Linked DNA regions of Mus musculus: regions 2, 3 and 4 are each linked to region 1. A link is a contact called in public Hi-C, Micro-C and promoter capture Hi-C data. All regions are on one chromosome and are shown on one strand. The core of a region is the stretch at or near the end of the contact, and the rest is flanking DNA. Distances in the headings are between cores, read along the strand shown.

What was found. Promoter capture Hi-C pulls out the DNA fragments that hold promoters and counts their contacts. A called contact is a pair of places that touch in the nucleus more often than the background predicts.
Region 2: a contact with region 1 is called in a Micro-C map of embryonic stem cells, with 10 times the contacts expected there. The contact joins the promoter of Rdh10 here to the promoter of Mcm3 in region 1.
Region 3: a contact with region 1 is called in a promoter capture Hi-C map of cranial neural crest. The contact joins the promoter of Eloc here to the promoter of Mcm3 in region 1. A contact is called at or near these places in 2 of 39 promoter capture datasets (cranial neural crest and pre-B cells).
Region 4: a contact with region 1 is called in a Hi-C map of CD4 T cells, with 9 times the contacts expected there. The contact joins the promoter of Lmbrd1 here to the promoter of Mcm3 in region 1. A contact is called at or near these places in 1 of 39 promoter capture datasets (embryonic stem cells) and 1 of 484 Hi-C or Micro-C datasets (CD4 T cells).

The regions. Positions count from the first base shown.
Region 1 is chr1:20,818,420-20,822,978 of GRCm38.p6, reverse strand. It overlaps Mcm3 (minichromosome maintenance complex component 3), which reads left to right and starts at 2,667. Exons shown (of 17, transcript NM_008563.3): 1 at 2,667-2,848. The coding sequence starts at 2,771. It also overlaps the pseudogene Gm20587.
Region 2 is chr1:16,104,035-16,108,593 of GRCm38.p6, reverse strand. It overlaps Rdh10 (retinol dehydrogenase 10 (all-trans)), which reads right to left and starts at 2,712. Exons shown (of 6, transcript NM_133832.3): 1 at 2,288-2,712; 2 at 564-799. The coding sequence starts at 2,576. It overlaps Rpl7 (ribosomal protein L7), which reads left to right and starts at 4,161. Exons shown (of 7, transcript NM_011291.5): 1 at 4,161-4,229. The coding sequence starts at 4,216.
Region 3 is chr1:16,654,297-16,658,855 of GRCm38.p6, reverse strand. It overlaps Eloc (elongin C), which reads left to right and starts at 1,991. Exons shown (of 4, transcript NM_026456.4): 1 at 1,991-2,034. It overlaps D030040B21Rik (RIKEN cDNA D030040B21 gene), which reads right to left and starts at 1,304. Exons shown (of 4, transcript NR_037998.1): 1 at 1-1,304.
Region 4 is chr1:24,675,822-24,680,380 of GRCm38.p6, reverse strand. Lmbrd1 (LMBR1 domain containing 1) reads right to left here and starts at 1,837. Exons shown (of 16, transcript NM_026719.2): 1 at 1,565-1,837. The coding sequence starts at 1,624.

The DNA of each region.
Region 1 (4,559 bases), core at 1,418-3,917:
GAGCCACCACGGCCCAGCTCATAATTCTATTTTAAACCAAAGCCTAAAGAGCGTTTGTATTTACTTATCATTATAACCTTGGGGTCATAATGTCCAATTTAAGCCACATACACATAATTGTTTTACCTCTCCCTCTCTCACATTCCTATGTGTGTACAGATACATCACTTTTGTTTAGTTTTGTGTTCTAATTAATTCAGGCAATAGGCCTCCTACATACATGAAGATTTCACACTTTAACACACTCACACATACATTCACAGTTTTCATATCTGACAGTTTTCCCTCTTCTCTCTCCATGACAGGGTCTTACAATGTAGCACTGGCTGTTCTTGAACTTGAGCCTCCTACCTCTGCTTTCCAAAGGGCTGGGATTAAGGATGTATCCCACTACAACCATCAGTCTTTCCTTCCTTCTGACTTCTTTTTGAATATCCTTTCTCTGGGTTCCCTTTTGGTTTGGCTCATTATTGATGGCCCTCCTCACTGTCATGATGGCATCATGCAGGGACCTCTTTGGGTCTCCATAAACTTCTCAGCGCCACCACAGAGGATGGTGGTACATGTCTTGGCCTTAGGGAAACCAGTGAAGAAATTGCACCTCTTGCCTCTAATTTGGGTCTCTTTAAACACCTGGCTGTGGCCCAGCACATCTGGAATCAGAGCATTCCCATTGGTCTGGGTTGAGCCTCCACAGGCCATCATTGTCCTTTTCAGATCCTCCTCAGGCCAGTGGCCAGCACAGAACATGTTCCTATCAGCAAAGTACTGGGTGGCCACATCCGCAATAGGGGGTTTAGAGAACACGACTTTGGCTCCCGACTATGACTAACTTGTCATAAAGAATGTTCCGCTTGGCATCAAGAATTGCCTGGTGCGTGTGAACTCTGATTTCAGCATTATCTTTCTCTGCTTTCAGCTTGAGCTCAACATTTGAGAAGGCAATTGTGGGATTCTCATAATTCTTGGGCTGCATTTCAAACCCAGACTACGAGAACGTGTTCTTGAACGCGACACTAGGCACCAACTGAGACTCCTCTAGGGCTCCACCCTGCACCTTCTTGGTGTCAGTCATTTTAAGCTACAACAACTCATTGAGCATCATCACAGCATCAGCCACCACCTTGGCAAAGAAGGCCTTCTGCTGGGAGATCAGCTTGGAGCTCAGGGCTTGGAGCTCAGGGCTGTCACTGCACACTTCCCTAGCATCTTCCTCTCTTCTACTTTATCTTGCTTCTTTATAGTCACAGCTATCTCTTTGATTTTGGGTGGCTGTGCAGAAAGCTCAGATGATGATCTGAGGGCATAACCCTTCCTTCACACAGGACTTCACCTGCTTCAGAAACTCCTCAGCCAGCAGGATCACCACGGTGGTGCCATCACTAGTGTCAGTGTCTTCGGATCCGGCAATGTCCACTAAAGTCTTTGCTGCAGGATGTCCACCATCGAGGAGTTTCAGAAGTAGAAATTGTTGTTTTGCCTTGGCCATCCACAATAAGTTGCCATGAGGACCCAGGGTGGTCTTATAGCCCCAGCAATCACTTGGCAAACACAGACAATGTTACTCACGAGCTGTTACTCATGAGTTGAGGAATGCCTTGAGAGCTATCAGTCCCCTCTTTCAACAGGATAACATGGTGGGCATCATCTTGGAAGCGGCATCCGGTACCCATAACTCATCTGTTCTCCACTTCAGGGTCGCCCACTCCAAGTGTTTTCTTTGGGCTGGAGACAGAAAAAAAGGAAGTACTTTGTATACTTTGCAATGCCTTGATTTTGACTGTTTCTGCATGCTGCTTTCCAGGCAGCCTCTTAGCAATTATTTCACCTTGTAAATCAGCCTTGGCCCATTAGTGCCTAAGGCAGAAAGCCAACAGATAGCAAGCAAAGCAAGCATGTGAACAGCAGTGGAACCCTTAGATATACTAACTATGCTTTTTTTTTTTTTAACAATCTGATTTTCTGCTTATCTATCTCATGACCTTGTGAAAGTGGGGAGAAATACGAATTATATATCTCTGTGTCTTCAAGGTTACAGATCAAGATACAGCAAATCAAGGCTGTGTTAAAGGCAATAGCATGATTCCGTGAATAAAATTTGTCTTTACACCATTTCTAACTTGCTCTTGGAATACTAGTGATGGCTTACTGGAGAATTTTGAATTCAGATTCCTCATTTTGTATAGGAGGAAATGAAGGCTAGAAGACAAAGTGTGTTAGAATCAATAATATGGAGGCTAAAGAGATGGGTCAGTGGGTATCCTGTTCGTCTTTCAAAAATACAAGGTGGAGAAAGATTGAGGAAGACACCGGATATCAACCTTTGGCCTTCATTTGTACCTGTGCATATGGGGTGCAAACTTAGACCTCCCCCCTCAGTAAATCCTAACTTCCGATTTGACAAAACTTCCTACAGGCAAAGAAAAAAAAAAAAGAAAAGAAAAACAGGGGGTGAGGTGGGAAGGACCACAACTCCCAGAATGCAGTGCTTCCTAGCCTTCCTGTTGCTCAATTTCCAGGGGGTGGGTTTTGAGCGTCCTCTCTGTACCATTGGTCAGACTTCCTATTAGGGCGGAGAAAGTGACCATTTCTCTCCAATCCAGGCACGGAATGAAAGGCTATTGAAGTGGTTAGCCAATCATAACGCGTCTCTGCTCCATGCTTCCTCCACCATAAACTTCCGTGGCGGGAAAACTTGGGAAGTTTTGGCGCCAAGGCGGTGTCACGCGTTTCCGGACTGTTTGGTGGCCGGCGATTTCGGAGCTGCGACATGGCGGGCACAGTAGTGCTGGATGATGTGGAGCTGCGGGAAGCGCAGAGAGACTACTTGGACTTCCTGGATGACGAGGTGAGGCTCGGGCCGCGAGCCCGGTGCTGGGGTCCCGCGGGTGACCGGGCACGGCTGAGGGGGTTCCCGCGGGTGACCGGGCACGGCTGATGGGGTTCCCGCGGGTGACCGGGCACGGCTGATGTGGTCCCCGCGGGTGACTGGGCACGGTGCTGGGGTCCCGCGGGTGACCGGGCACGGCTGAGGGGGTTCCCGCGGGTGACCGGGCACGGTGCTGGGGACCCCGCGGAGGACCAGGGCCGCTGATAACTTCTTTTCTCTGCAACTTCCTGTTATCTTTTTTTCTCTCCTAAAGATGTACCTCCAGATTTTAAAAGTTACATTCTTTTCATGTATTAGTTTCGTTATGAAATTTCATAAACACATAATGTATTTTGGTCATATTTCTTTCTTATCACTCCCTCTTATAATTACTGCTACTGATCCCCATAGCCTACTTGACATGGTACCCAGGCCTTGTGCTTGCCGTCTTCCTCTGAGCAGCCTATTTTTCTTGAAACCTCTTACATTAGGATATGTTAACTATACATACGGGTTACATTATGAAACTTCATAAGCACATAATGTATTTTGATCATTTTCATTTTCTCATTATCTCCTCTTGTCATTTTCTTGCTCCTGTATATCTTCATGAGTTACTAGGGTTTTCTCCAAAGTAATTTAGTTTGTCTCTAAATTCATGTGTTCCCCCCAAACCCCACACAACTTGCAAGGAGACTGGTCAGGTGTAAACAGGCTCTTCTTTGGAAAAGCTAATGTAACTGGCTCAGAGCCCTCAGATTTAATGACTGGCCTGATGCTGGTGAGGGTAGGAGCGAGACTAACAATTTATGACAGCTCTCTTTTTAGTGAATCAAGTGTTTTGTATGCAGGTAAAATGGGTTTAAGTGTAATCCAAAATTTAAAGCTATAGGATGTTGATGAGCCCTGGAAGTTTGTTGATCAATGAAAAGCAATTTAAATTTGAATTTTAAGAGTATTTAAATTACATTTCAAATATACATCATGATTTTGAAATATGTCTACAGTCAGGTGTGCTAACATCCAGATTTTAAAGTTAAATTTTCATATTGCAAGTTTTTTTGTTTGTTTTTACTAAGTCTTTAAGACTTAGGCCATTCTAATTCCCAATTAAAATGTAAGCATATAGGAGAACTGTTAATGATCATGATAGTATGTGATAGGGCATGCTGGACAGGAGGAAAGGGTTGTCTGCAGCTGTCTACTTCCTGGGCACCGTTGAGACATATATCAACATGCTGGCATCCTCATGTGTAAGTGACATAGTGGCTAGTGTCATCTTTGCTGGTGTAGGCTTTAAGTAGCTCCCAAGTCCCTGCTTAGGACTTTTGAATACCTTTATGCTGACCTCCCATGGTATAAATAGAACCCTCCCCCACCCCCACGATCAGTAACCCCTTTATAAATTGAATGCTCAGTGGTCCTTAATGCTCTATTGATAGAGACAGCAGGTGTGTTCTCCTTGTCCAGAAAGGCATACACCTGTTTTATAATGTAGGAAAGAACATTTTTCCGCTGAAAGACAGAAGTACGTTACACCAGAGGGCAAGAACACAGAACTGACCACCCAGCCTTTATGTAATATGTCCTTAAGTACCCCCAAGTTCTTGATGCAGTTGTAGACCCCACTGCTGAGCTTGCCTGCCTTCTGACCTTCTAATATTACTGGAATCCCTTAGATTCAGGACAG
Region 2 (4,559 bases), core at 1,463-3,962, 4.7 Mb after region 1:
AGTTCATGGCTCGCCAGACCTCCTAAGTCCCCTGTCCTTTCAAGATGACTCCTCATTCAAGAGAGGGTGAGCCTACAAAGTTCTGAGATGCCCACCACCTGAACAGTGTGGATGGCTGGTGGATGGTAAGTAGCTGCCAGGGTGGCCTAATCACTCCCAATGAACCACAGATGCTGATCTCAGATGTCTAGGACTTTCTAAAATGTGGCTGAGCAGTAGTTTGGAAGCCTAACCCCTGACTTTACGAATTCATAAGAACCAGGGTTTTATAAACTCAACAGAAAGCTAAATAAACAAAACTAGGGTTTATACTCCCTCTTGTTATTTTTACAGCAATCTTTCAAACTAGTTCCCATAGTCAATTTCTGCCTTCTTAAGAAATACTGAAAGAGGAGCAGTTTAAAATTCTCATCAGACATTGTAACCCAGCATGTGGGGACAGCTCATTAGACAGGCATCTCATGCAGAAGACTGAGATGGCTTCCATGCTGGCATGTGCTCCTCTTCCCAGCCTTTTCATTGAGGAGGGTCCAGGGAACAAAAACAAAGATGTTTATATTTACCCAGAAGTGTGCGTGGCAGTTGACCATCATGGTTCTTTCAATGAGCTCATCAGGACATTCCAGAAGGTGATGTCCAGAAACCACACCAGCATTATTGACCAGGACCGAGACCTCGCCAACCTCCTTGCGGACCCTTTCAGCTGTCAGGTAGACATTCTCTCTCTTCCCCACGTCACAAGTGTAGGTAAAAACCTGTAAGTTACACGGGGGCAGGATTTCCTCCTCACCTTTTCCAGCTGTCCTCAGAAGTCCGGATGAGGGGAGAATGAAAGAAAGAAGGGTTGCAGAAAGTGAGCCACAAGGCAGTCAGTAGGAGAGAAATCATACAAAGCAAAATACTACAGTGAGCTTCAAATTTCTAACACTGTAATGCCTGCCAATAATTCAGCTTACAGCTGCCTTCCTCCCCTGAAAGTCTTTGGGAATTACAGCAATTTACTGGACAACCTTGCTTAGGGGAAAGTCATGTAATTGTGGCAAGTCCAATACAAGTAGACCACATGGGATCAACTTGCTGGAGCTAGACACCTGCAAAGAACTGATCTCAGCCCAGAGAATAACACACATTGCAGATGGGGGTGGGGAGGAAGCTGGTGGCCAGAGAGAGCTCTGCTCTCAAAACAGAAATTCACTTTAAGGCTCACAAATCCAAACTGTAAGCAACAATCTAAACTCATTCAAAGCCAAGCAATGAATGAGCAGTTTCTAATGAAAGAATGCAAGTCACTGGTTTAATTTTAAACTGATTCCCCTAAGAATTAATCTCACAGATAAAGTTTAGAGGTTAATAATATGCAAGTGTACCACATTAGAGTCCAAACAGCATCGAAATCAAAATCTCTTCTCTAAAGCATTGCTTTTAAGATTGGGTAGGGAGCACAAATGCCCAAATTTGTTGCCTCTCCACACTAGCTTTGAAAATGTAACATTTTGAACCTTACATAAAACACACAGCTTCTGGTAAGTTTGGTAACAAATGACAGGTATATGGGAGAATGGAGCCCAAGTCAATTTAGCCACCAATTTTCCTAGAACAGTATCTATAGTGGGTCATGATCTCTACTTAGGCTTTAAAAAAGTTTCAGGCGCAAACTAATTGTTAAACACATAAGATGTAGATTGGGGTGCCTCCAAATCATGAGAGAAATTTTGCAAAAGGCGGGGGGGGGGCGGGGGGGGGCGAGAGAAAGCACTTTCTCAAGAGGAAGGGAAGCACTCATATTTACTCAGGGTTAGTAACTAAAGCACTTACTTAAGGCTGGGGAAACAATGTAATTATTTTCCAGGAGCTAAAGTTATAGTGAAAGGATCTATAGCGCCCAAGTCTAAGCAGCTCAGACCTCACAGAAACAGATAACTGTTTCAGTCCACTGTGGAAACAACTTCTCAAGACTCTCTATCTTCCCATCATGCCACATGCAAATCAGACTGAGAAATTACTTTTGGACCCAAACCTGCGGTAGCAAGTTCCCCCTGTCTTACACTACTCGCAGAGTTTAGGAAACCTCAGCTTGGGACCGAAGAAACAGGATCTCCTATGTTTTGCACGCTTTCAGTCTTCTAACACAGAAAACCTTGCTCTCTTATCAAGGGGCAAATTCCACTCGCCTTCCAGAAGACCAGCGGGGTGTTCCTTTCCGGGAGAGCGAGGCTGCCCATGACACTAGGCAGTGGAGACCCTCCGGGCTGGGGAGATGTTTGACTCAACAATACACAGGCATTACCTTGCAGAGCAGCAGCGTCGGCCGCCTCCAGGTCCCGGTAGATGTGGCGAACCATGCCTGCGGTCTCCTCATTGCTCTGCGTGTTGATGTCCCAGAGAACCAGCAGCGCCCGGCGCCGGGCGAACTCGAGAGCAAAGAGGCGGCCCAGGCCGCTGCCCGCGCCCGTGATGAGGCACACCTGGCCGGCCACGCTCTTCTCCTTGGGCCGCACCAGCCAGCGCGCCGCGGCCAGCACGAACGCCCACAGCACTTTGAAAGTGACCACGAAGAACTCCACTACGATGTTCATCGCGACGCCCCGGGTCCCGCAGCAGCCCAGCACCGTGTCCTCACTCTCCCTGCGCCAGACAGCCCAGCTCCTGGCCCCGGAGGCGCTTGTCACCGCGATCCGGACGCGAAGGCTGCGCCCGGAGTCCGCCCCCGAGGTGCTGCGGGGCTGAATTGCGCGGGGCCAGTTCCGCCCGGGCTCGGCGCAGTGGCCACGGGCTGTGCCTGCCGCTGCTCCCGGCTCGGCGCCTCCTGCTGGCGGCCGCCTGTTTGTCCCACAGCGTCCGTCCGTCCGTCCAGTCCCGCTGCAGCGGCGGTGACAGCCGCGAGTTAGGCGACGCGCGCTGCCCTCATGGCCAAGCCGCCGCCGCCCGAACGTCCCCGGCGCTGCTGCAGCGGCTCCCCGTCTTCCTAGGACAGGGGTGCGCCGAGCGGATGCGTCGGGACGCGGGAGTTGTCAACTTGACTCAAGTTGCGGGAGGGTGCGGGCAGCGCCGGGAAGGGCCGACTTGCGGGGCGCACGCGAGGGCTGCCAACCGCTCGAGCTGCCAGCGCGACTCGGGTCCCCTGCCCTGCACTCGCGCCGCTGTCACTCGGGCACGGGGCCCCGCAGCGTCTGAGCGTTCCCAGCCGGCTCTGAGGTAGCTCCACACTCCGCGCTATATAACCCACCGCCGGGAAGCGCCGGCCGCTGCAGTGGCATCGGCCCTCCCTCAGCTCGGCCCTCCCCGCCCCCGGTCGCACCCCGCCCCCGGCCCAGCCTCCCCTCCCCGCTCGCCCTCCCGCCGGCCGCCCCACCGCGCGGGGCAGCCCCTCTTCCACGACCGCGGCCGAAGGCTCCCGCCCTCGTCGTGCCACTCTTCGCGGCTCACGCCCCCTGCTGAGGGTCGCCGTGGCTTGCGCCTGCCGGGTCCCGCAGCAGCGAACCCCCCCATCCTCCTCGGACCTTCGGGTCATCACTCTTCCCGGTCTCGCTGCTTTCGCCAACCGAGGGACTGTGGACCTGGCGGCCGATGATCAGGCGCTGCGGAAGACAGCCCGGCAGTCGGGCGGAAAAAGGACCTCGGCAGCGCAGCCGAGGTGGGGGAGCAGGGCTGCGTGGCCACGGGCCGCAGAGAGCCGGAGGAGGTGACAGACAGTGATTTCATAGCTCAGCTAGCCGCTGAGGACGTGAAGCCTCATACTCTAGTGAGCCTAATGGGAATCACCGCCGCGAAGGCTGCCCAGAGTGTCGGTCAACGTCGCCCTCCAGCCCCGCGGGTTATGCAGCGACGCATGCTGGGACTTGTAGTTCACATCCCTGAACATGCCTTTTGGGTCCAACGAATTCCGCAGAGCCTGACCCTAGGGTTGTCAACGCAACCTGGAGAAATTAAGCCCAGAGCTGACGAGGTGTCCCCACTCTATTCATTAAAAAAAAAAAAAAAAAAAAAAAAAATGTATTCAGTGCATTTGTTTTCCGATGAGTTTTACCATAAAGTTGGCTGGCCGTGACTAAGCCAAGCTGTTCATTTTGCGCCAGCAAAGTGCAAAAATCTCAATTCTAGATTATTTTCCGGCTTATCTCAGGACAGCTATAAGGCGTGGGGCTTCGCGCCCTGAGACCTTTAAGGAGACAGTGCGCATGCGCCACCTTTCTCTCTTCTTTTCCGGCTGGAACCATGGAGGCTGTTCCGTAAGTCGATTCTTCTCTCCCCCAGAATCCTTCTCCATCCCCCAAACTAGAGGCATTTTGTCTCACTTTTCCTGTATCTGAGTGTAGCCTGGAACCACTGCCTGCCTGTCTGGGTGTTTGTGACGCCGTGTGGTACTAGGAGGGAGTGCGGGGGGCCTCCGCGCGGAGGCCTTGGCAGTACCAGGAGCAAACTGAGGGCAGACTGCGGATCCGGCTACTTGGGCGGAGGTCCGTTCTTCGGTAGAATGTATTCCGCGGAATCATGGAACGAGATCCTTTGTAGCTAAAGTTATCTTAGCCGGCTGCTTACCGGCAGCCTCCTGCATATGG
Region 3 (4,559 bases), core at 742-3,241, 4.2 Mb after region 1:
ACCAGTAGCAGAGAAACAAACAAACAAAAAAGACCCAACCAAAAACCTATCGCAGTTGTCTGACCTAGTTCCCTTTTCTGTGTCCTTTTAGAAGGAATCCATGGGACTGGGGAGATGTCTCGGCAGTTAAATGCTCACTGGCTTTTCTTCCATAGGTACTGAGTTCAACTCCTAGCAACCACATGGTGGCTCACAACCATCTATAATGGGATCTGGTGCTCTCTTCTGGCATGCAGATAGAGCACTCATACATAAAAACACAAATAATAAATAAATACATAAATCTTAAAAACAAATAAAATTATGCCGGGCGTGGTGGCGCACGCCTTTAATCCCAGCACTTGGGAGGCAGAGGCAGAAGGATTTCTGAGTTCAAGGCCAGCCTGGTCTACAGAGTGAGTTCCAGGATAGCCAGGGCTATACAGAGAAACCCTGCCTCAAAAAAACAAAAACAAAAACAAAACAAAACAAAAAACAGAAACAAAAAAAAAAGAAAAGAAAAAGAAAAAAAAACAAATAAAATTTAAAAAGCAAACAAATAAATCTTAAAACAAACCAACGGAATCCTGAGCCAGCCGCATGAACCTATCCTTGGTTCTTTAGTCAAGATATACGATGGAAGTCGGGCCCACCCTTACTGCCTAAAGGGAGACTCAGGTCTCACTTAGTTTTTTCATATTTTTTTCTTTAGTTTTATCTTCTGCTACCAAATGCCTCTTTTACTATGAAACTACTTTGAATTATGGATACAACCAAAACACTTTCATTATTTCTCCAAAGCCTTTGAAAATTAATTCAAGGCCGCAGCTATATTTTTGCTTTCAATTCCATAAAAGCATACATAGCTGCCAAATCAAATAAAGCAAAAACACAAACACAAACAAACAGACAAACACTTTCAGAGCAACCCATGGTAGGCAACACCTGTCGTTTCAACACTTTGAGGCTGAAACAGAATTATAAATTGGAGTTGGAGGGCAGCCAAGGATTACATAGGGAAATTACTGTGCCTGATGGCTAAGGAAGGAGATAGAATTGTCCCCAAATACATAGCTAGTCTGGGACTCGTAGTTCCAGGGTAACACTGAAATACCCTGTCTCAAAAATTCAAAAACAAAACCCTTTGAGAAGTTTCAGAAATTCCAAATAGCACATACATACTATACTTCCTTTTGTGGGATACTATTACACAGCTGCGACTGATTAACTGAGTATCTTGAATCTAGGTTTTCAAGCCCACTCCATGAAAACAGCAGAGAGGAAACTTAACTGAGCTGCTTTTCAGCTTTCTAGGAAAGGTGCCTAGGTAACCACGGAAAAGCCAATGAAAAGGTTTGGTTGAGGGGGGCGTGGAACTGGGGAGGTGAGGAGCAGAAATAATGGGCCCTGATTTAAGTAATGGTGATAGGCAGCGAGAACTGGACGGGTGGGCGTGGCATATTTCAGTAAACACTGACCTATATCGGGAAGAGAGGAAATGAGGCAAACACATTGGGAGCTTGTTAAGATGCCCGTTGATGTGTATTACTTTAAACAAAGAGGTTGAGACAAGCTTTAAAGACATCAAAAATTTCAGCGCTACACAGAAAACCACAAGTCCCAAGATGCAGTGTCACTTCGGACCAAACACTAGCCGAAACCTTGTAAGAAACTACATATCCCAGAATGCACTGCTGCCTCGCCGGCTCAGCTTTTCTCGGCAGAAATTGGATCCGGATGGCGCTGCATTCTGGGAACCAAGAAGTCCTAGCATCTCATTGGTTGGGATTTGGTAGCGATGTCTCTTAAATGGGCCTGTTTTACTGCCCACAACGCACTTCCTCCAGACGCAAGTTACCGGCAGATCGCGTCTCGGCCTTGCCAGGTACCAGTCTCCCGCGCGTTACAGAAAGCGGCTGTGACGCGACGGAAGTAATTCCTTTCTGTGCCCCGGAACCCACAGGGGTAGGCCGCTGGGGGTGGGAGGGGGGCGGCCCTGAATAGGGGCTGTGGCGGTACGTGGGGTTACGGCTGCGGTAGCTGCGGGACTGGCTAGTGAGTGTCGGGCTATGGTGGGAATCGGGATCTGATTTCGCTAGGAGAGTTAGTGCGGCTGGGACTGGATGCTTTAGTTATCCCTCTGCTCACCCCTTCCCGTCTGGGCGGGGAAGGAACGGAAGCTCTGAGTCTCTCCGGCCTCCCCAGCTCCTGGCTTGGGGGAGGGGAGAGGAGTTTGGCGGGACCTTAACTAGCTCAGCTCGGTGGGTCTGGAAAGGGGAGAGGACAGGAGGTGCGGGCTGGCTGGGCCTCCTCCAGGCTGAGCGCGGGGAGGGTGGAGTTAAGAGCATGGCAGCCGGATCGCTTTTCCGTTTTGCCTACCTCATGTGCGCTTGTATTTGTTTTACTGTTAAAATCAGTCGCTAGACCCAGGAGAGAGCCCTCGCCGCTTTAAGCTATAGGACCCTGAAAGAAAGTTTACCTTCTGGACAACTTGGGTAATTTCTGCCTGGCTGGGTACATTGGCTCATTTGTGCATCTATCTACCTCTCATTTTTGCCTGAAAGGAGTTATCTAGTGCCAGGTACAGTGCCCATTTATTTAGTTTCCCTTAAGGAACTCTTCAGTTTTGTGAGCATGAAAGTTTTGTCATTTAGTGCAAGCATGCCTACTCTGCACTTTCTAGTGTAGAAAGCAATTGAAATAGTTTTACAACTTGGTCCATACTACCAGATCTGCTTCTTAGTCCCAAATTGAATTTTATTTTCTGTTAAGTGGTCTAAGATGGTAAATACTTGATCTCGTTTATATTATGTGTTATTAAGCCGTCGAAGTTCACAAGTGGATTTAATCTTCAGTGATGAGTAAACTGTTGTGGTTTTATATCATGGATGTTTGTTAATTTATAGTAATTTGGGGTTTCTATATTTCTATTTATCAATTTTTTGAGTACTCTTGGATGACATGGAAGTTGTACTCAGTAACTCGTCTGGTCTAAATGTGTGGCCCACCAGGCCTATCTCCCAGTTGTTAGTTTTAAAGGTGTAGCCGCCATGCTGGCTCTTATCTTTTCAACTTGCTTGGATTAACCTTGGACCTCAACTACACTGAGTCCGCACTCTTGTGTGCCACTACTCCATATCTTCATCCCCCTATTTAATTTATAAATGGCTTCTCATCCTTCATATGATATTTCTCTAATTACCAGACTGGGTCGGTAATTTGATGTAGCATGTTTGCCTAATGTCCAGAGACCCTGGGCTGGTTCTCCAGCATCACACACACACACACAAGAAATGTTGGTTTATTACCTCATAATGCTATTTTTTAAAAAAATCCATTTCTTTTTTGAGACTTGTAGCCCTTGCTAGCCTGAAACTCGACCATGTATACTTGCATGGCCCGTATGCCTCTGGCTTCCAAGCACTGGGATTGAAGGAGTAGATCACCACACCCAGATGGTATCTATTTCAAATGGAGAAAATCTGCTTCATTGCTAGATAAGATAGGAATGCTGCAGTGTACATAGGCAATGGTATAGAAGCAAGGTGATAGTTTACTTCTCTGTATACTAAGTTCTTAAGAAATTGCGCAGATCTTCGTCTTATTGCTTCAGGGAAAGATTGGGGTTTTGTGCAGGGGTGTATGTCAGATTGGAATGTAATAGGAAAGTCTTTGCATGTATGCTTTGATATGTTAATAGACTCCAAATGCTTTGATAGTTTACTAAGTACAGTAAGACAAAGACATCCAATACTTGAAAATTTACACACACAGTTTTTGGTGTAGAAATAGGCATGATGTCAGAAACCTGTAAACCTTTATTCAGAATATTCAGGAAGCTCAAACAAGCAAAGGATTGACAAGAGTTCCAGGTCAACCAAGAGGTCCAGTAAAGCCCTGTTGACTCTCCCTCAATAAAAAAGAAAGTGGGGGGAGGGGATACATCAATAAGACCTTGGACAGGGAAAGACCCTTGGGATTTGATGTTTGAGCTAGAAACATCATAGGGAGGTTTAAAGGAAGAGCTTCCCACAGCAGTCACTGCAAACGCAAGGGCCTTAAAGTGTGAGTGAACTTGACCTAGTCAGGAAATTCCAAGGACACAAATGCTTGGAACATATGCCAGATAAGGTTATAGCCAGCCCTGCCTGACCTGGCACTCACTTTGTGGACCTGGCTGGCCCAGAACTCAGATCCAACTACCTCTGCTTCTTGAGTGCTGGGGTTTAAGGTGTACACCACCATGCTCAGGTGTAGTAGCTTAAAAAAATAGTCCATTTAAAATACAGTTAGCTTGATCTAAAGATGTAGAGTTCAAATCGGTAGAACGTCATCTGATTTGAAATATAAATTAAAACCAAATCTTGTCTTTCATTCCTAGAACAGGAAAAAAAAAGCTTTTGCCTTTGCTAATCACCTTGTGAACAGTAGTGCCATTTACTGAAGTCAGAAGACAGAAGGGAGGGAACATTGGTTTCTGACAGGTTTATCAGGAGTTCTCTGTGGGACTTAGCTTGATAACTCAGTAAGACAGGATCTGCAGAGCATGCCCACATCTTAATCACAGAGGTGGATCTGTG
Region 4 (4,559 bases), core at 588-3,087, 3.9 Mb before region 1:
GACTGACAGTAATTTTTGTTTGTTTGGGGGTTTTTGTTGTTGTTTTTTGTTTTGTTTGTTTTTTGAGACAGAGTTTCTCTGTGTATCTGTGGCTGTCCTGGAACTCACTCTGTAGACCAGGCTGGCCTTGAACTCAGAAATCCACCTGCCTCTGACTCCCAAGTGCTGGGATTAAAGGCGTGTGCCACCACTGTCCGTTTAATTTTTAGTAAATCACATTTTGCACCTCGCAACAGTACTTCTCTACTGCCGGGTTGTTCCTGATTCAAGGCCACAAACTATCCAAAGGCTACTTTTCCACTGGCACTTTCTTCCAACAGTATCCTCTCCCAAGTCCTATTTCCCTTATAAAATCATATTTTCTCTTTCAATGCTTAAGATCTCTATTTCCTAACTTATGATCAGCCCCCTCTTAAAAAGCCACTTATTATTTTGTTTGTATCCTCCTAGATAAAACTACTGTATCCACAGTAAAACTACTGTGCTTTAAATGCTTTTTCATTAATCAAGATACTCCAACTCTACGTTCCTGCTGGTAACATGCTTATTTTTCACTAAACATATGGGCTGGGAAAGCCAGTGAATTCTCTCCTAGTACAGGGCTAGATAGCCTCCCTCCAGGACACAAGCTAAGCATGGCCCAGGGCAATGGGATTTGTTAAAGTGAAGGGAGCATGCCAGTACTAAGACTGAATTTAGGGTTCCTGAACATGCAAGGCAAGTGTCGTGTGCGTGTGTGTGTCTGTGTGTGTGTCTGTATCTCTGTGTGTGTGTGTGTGTGCGCGCGTGCGCGCGCTACCTGATGAAAAACTGAAAAACTTGACTACCTGAACAAACTACCCAAGGGTCAGTATAGGGAATCTGAAACACATCGGACGAGTTTCAAAATGCAAACACTAACTGACCATAGGACTGAAGTCTTTGTAGAGTGGGGAAGGATTTGACAATATGAAATGTCATAAGAGAAGCAAACTAAACGAAGTCAGAAAGTAACAACCAGGTCACTCTGAGTCACTACAGTTGGGTTTTGTGCACCCAATGATCAGAGAAGTCTGGAAAAGAAGGCACCTGAGGTCAGACAGGTAATAACCTCCCGCCTGGCCAAGCGGCTCTACAGCGTTCTAAGTGGAATGTAATACCTAGAACGTGACACTCACGTCATCAAGGCAGAATCGCACAATGGGCGCGGGGAAACAAGGGGGGGCGGGGGGGGAAGGAGGCATTTAAACAAATAAACAATTGATTCTGTCAGAGCCCAGAAGCCTGGCCCAGAGGCGGTGAGGACTCCAATTCAAGCCGTGATCACGCCTTTCTCCACCCCGAGGGTCGCTCGTCCCCAAACTCACCCGCCAGCTACATTCTCAGACAAGAGACAGAAGCTGGCTGAAGTTAGGAAGGAGACCGCGGAGGATCAGCGCCTCTTCGCCTTCCTCCGGAGACCCTCGCGGACCCAGCAGAGAGCAGGGCGGGCGAGGAGGGTCCCCGACAGGCGAGGCCAGCGCTGGCCCGCCCTCCTCCTCCTCCCACCCCCTCACCCTGGGAGAACTCGGAGCGCCTCCCCTACCAGGAGCAAGAGGCCGAAGATGCACCAGCCGATCACCAGCTCGGCCGCCGCCGCCGCCATCTTCGCTTCCGGTCCGGATAAGCCCAAAGGGGTGGGGAGGGAAGGCACGGGACGGGACGGGACGGAACGAAGAGGGACCCGGAACTGCGCAGCCTAAAGGTTAAAGGGGCGGAGGGGCAGAGCGGAGGGTTGCCAAGGAGACCCGGCCCGCGAGCGTCCCCTGGCGACCAGCCGAGCCGAGGCGGGGCGCACCCGACGCACCGTGACGTCACCACGCTGCCCGCCCACGCGCGGCCTGCGTGCCACTTGATCTTGCTGGCACTCTAGGAGCTTTACGGAGGCAGGGCTGTGTCTGTGCCTCTGAATGTAGAGTGACATTACGGGTTTTCATTGCTTCCAAAAACAAGGTTTTGATCCCATTATGCAATCAGAAGTCATCCTGGTGCAGGAATGACTCAGAATAAAAGAATGTCATCTGCCCAGATGACTTTATAATTTGCTGATGACCAGGTCACGTCATTGCTTGACGGCACTGTGCTACCACGTGATGTTTCGTTTTGTTTTGTTTTTTCCATCTGCGCGTACCTGTGAATTTCCATGATGGTTTCATACAATTAAAATGTCCGAGTCTATGAACTGTAGGTGCTAATAATATGCTCAAGTGAACAAAACAGAGATTGTTGTAAATCTTATGTGAAGCTGAGGGAAAACCTGGGATGCTTGCCTGGGTCCCGTGGTGTATTAGTGTGTATTTAAATTGAATAAACAAACCCCGGCGTGATATTTAGTTTTGATTGTGGACGTTTGTCTGTGGGCTTGATACAATGCAGAACCATCTCGGAAGACTCAGTGACAAATTGTCTCGAATACATTGTCCTGTGGGCTTGTGAGGGATTTTTTCCTTTAATTGGGCTGAGGTGAGAAGCCCCACCCTGAATGTGGGTGGTAACATTTCCACATCCCTGGACCAGAACTGAAGACTTACTTAGCATGCGTGCATAACTCATTGCTGTGTGCGCTTGACCTTGGATGTGAGTAGCCACCTCTAGTTCCTGCTGTCTATAACATCACCACAACAATGCGCTGAAACCTTGCACTGTGAACCCAATAAACACTTCCATCCTTAGGACACTAAGACACTTAGGATGCAGTCAAAACAGTTTATGGATGAACTCCATCGTCGCTATAGTTTATTCTGCTGTGATATTATTACTCACCTTGGTCTTATTTCTGACTGGAAGTCTGCAGTAGTTAAGGGTTGGGTAGAAGTGTCGAAATGAGAAGAAAGTGGAAACAGAATGTGTTTTATATGAACCGGTCCCATCAGAAACTCTCTGGTGGAAGTGTGTGTCCGTCTCTGAGATCTCATGTGTGTCCCCAAGTGCATCACCAACAAGTCATGCTTGTGCTTTACTTCTTGAGCCAATGCCTTTTAACCCTTCTGTAGTAGGCTTGCTGGTTAGAGGAGATATCAAAAACCACCTGAGACCAGTCATCCCTGTTGTCTTCAATGGCCCAAATCCTCTTTGAAAACGATCACATAATCAGTAATTTTGTGAGCACAAGCTGTTCCTCCTGAAGCTGCATTTCCCTAATTCTGCCATGGAACAAATAACTTACTTTTGCATATTTCCATAGGATTCAGATCCCATTCCACATTGGTATGAATCAGACAACACCTTTCTCTATATCGTAGTATTATGTCCATTTTCAAATAGGTTCCTTGAGACCTCTTCCATTAGGCAGTTGTCCATCACTAAGTGAAAGTACTTGAGATAATCAATTTATAAGTCTTATTATGGTTTATGATTTCAGAGGTTAGAACCCATGGTTATCCAATCTATTGCTTTGACTCATGGTGTCTTACATGGTATATTATGTAAGACTGTGTGGTAGAGAAAAACTTTACCTCATGGCAGCTGAAGAACAAAAATAGAGGAAGCGACTGAGTCCACTTGTGGTGGTTTTGTAGTTCTACCTCCTCTGTTTCCTCTCTAAAGTATCCAGACACAGCTGATACACACCAGGTTTGAAGGATGAAGCAGCATTCGGAACCAGTGGGGTCTACAGGACTCCAGTCTAGTGTGAGCAGGTGCCAGGGAGAAGGCCTTCTCCAAGGATTTTGATGAATAGCTCTCTTAGACCATCTTAGCTTGTGTACATACCTTTCTTCAGGGAGGGCTTGTATGCGTACACTTTATTCAGGGCAGAGAAGGACTATATATGAGCAGAGAGAAAGAGAGAGAGAGAGAGAGAGAGAGAGAGAGGTAGAAGATGAGAGAAACTGGATTCCTCAGACAAGGTTCCAGAAAGGGAAGCCTTGCTGGTGAAGGAAGTCTTCCATTTTGTGTGGAGATCAGAGGAGCTATCCCGACCCGACATGGTAGACTATCCCTTTCATTTGCAGGCTTTCCCCACAGGTTTAAATAGATATGGCTCCAATAAACTCATGTGTTTGAATGCTTGCTGGGCCCATAGGGAGTGACACTGTTAGGAGGTGTGGCCTTGTTGGAGTAGGTGTAGCCTTGTTGGAGGAAGTGTGATGTATTGTGTGGGGGAGGGGCTTTGAGGTCTCCTATGCTCAAGCTACACCCACTGGGGCTCCCAGTCTCATTTTGCTGCCTGCGTGGATCAAGATGTAAAACCCTCAGCTCCTCCAGCATTATCTCTGCCTGCGTACTGCCATGCTTCCCACCATGATGATAATGGGCTAAACCTCTGAAACTGGAAGCCAGCCCCAATTTAGTGTTTTTTTTTATAAGAGTCGCTGCGGTATCTCTTCACAGCAATGAAACTCTAACTAAGACACCTCTCAAAGGTCATGCCTTTGGTGGCCTAATTTTCATTAGGACCCACTTTCTGTGGTCTTTCCACCTCCCCAAAGCACTGCATTCTGGGGATTCCATCTCCTTCAGTACTCAAGTGTTTGCCTCATGTTTCAGATCCAGACTATGGATTTCTGTCATATGAGATTGCTTCTAATCCGTTAGTTATT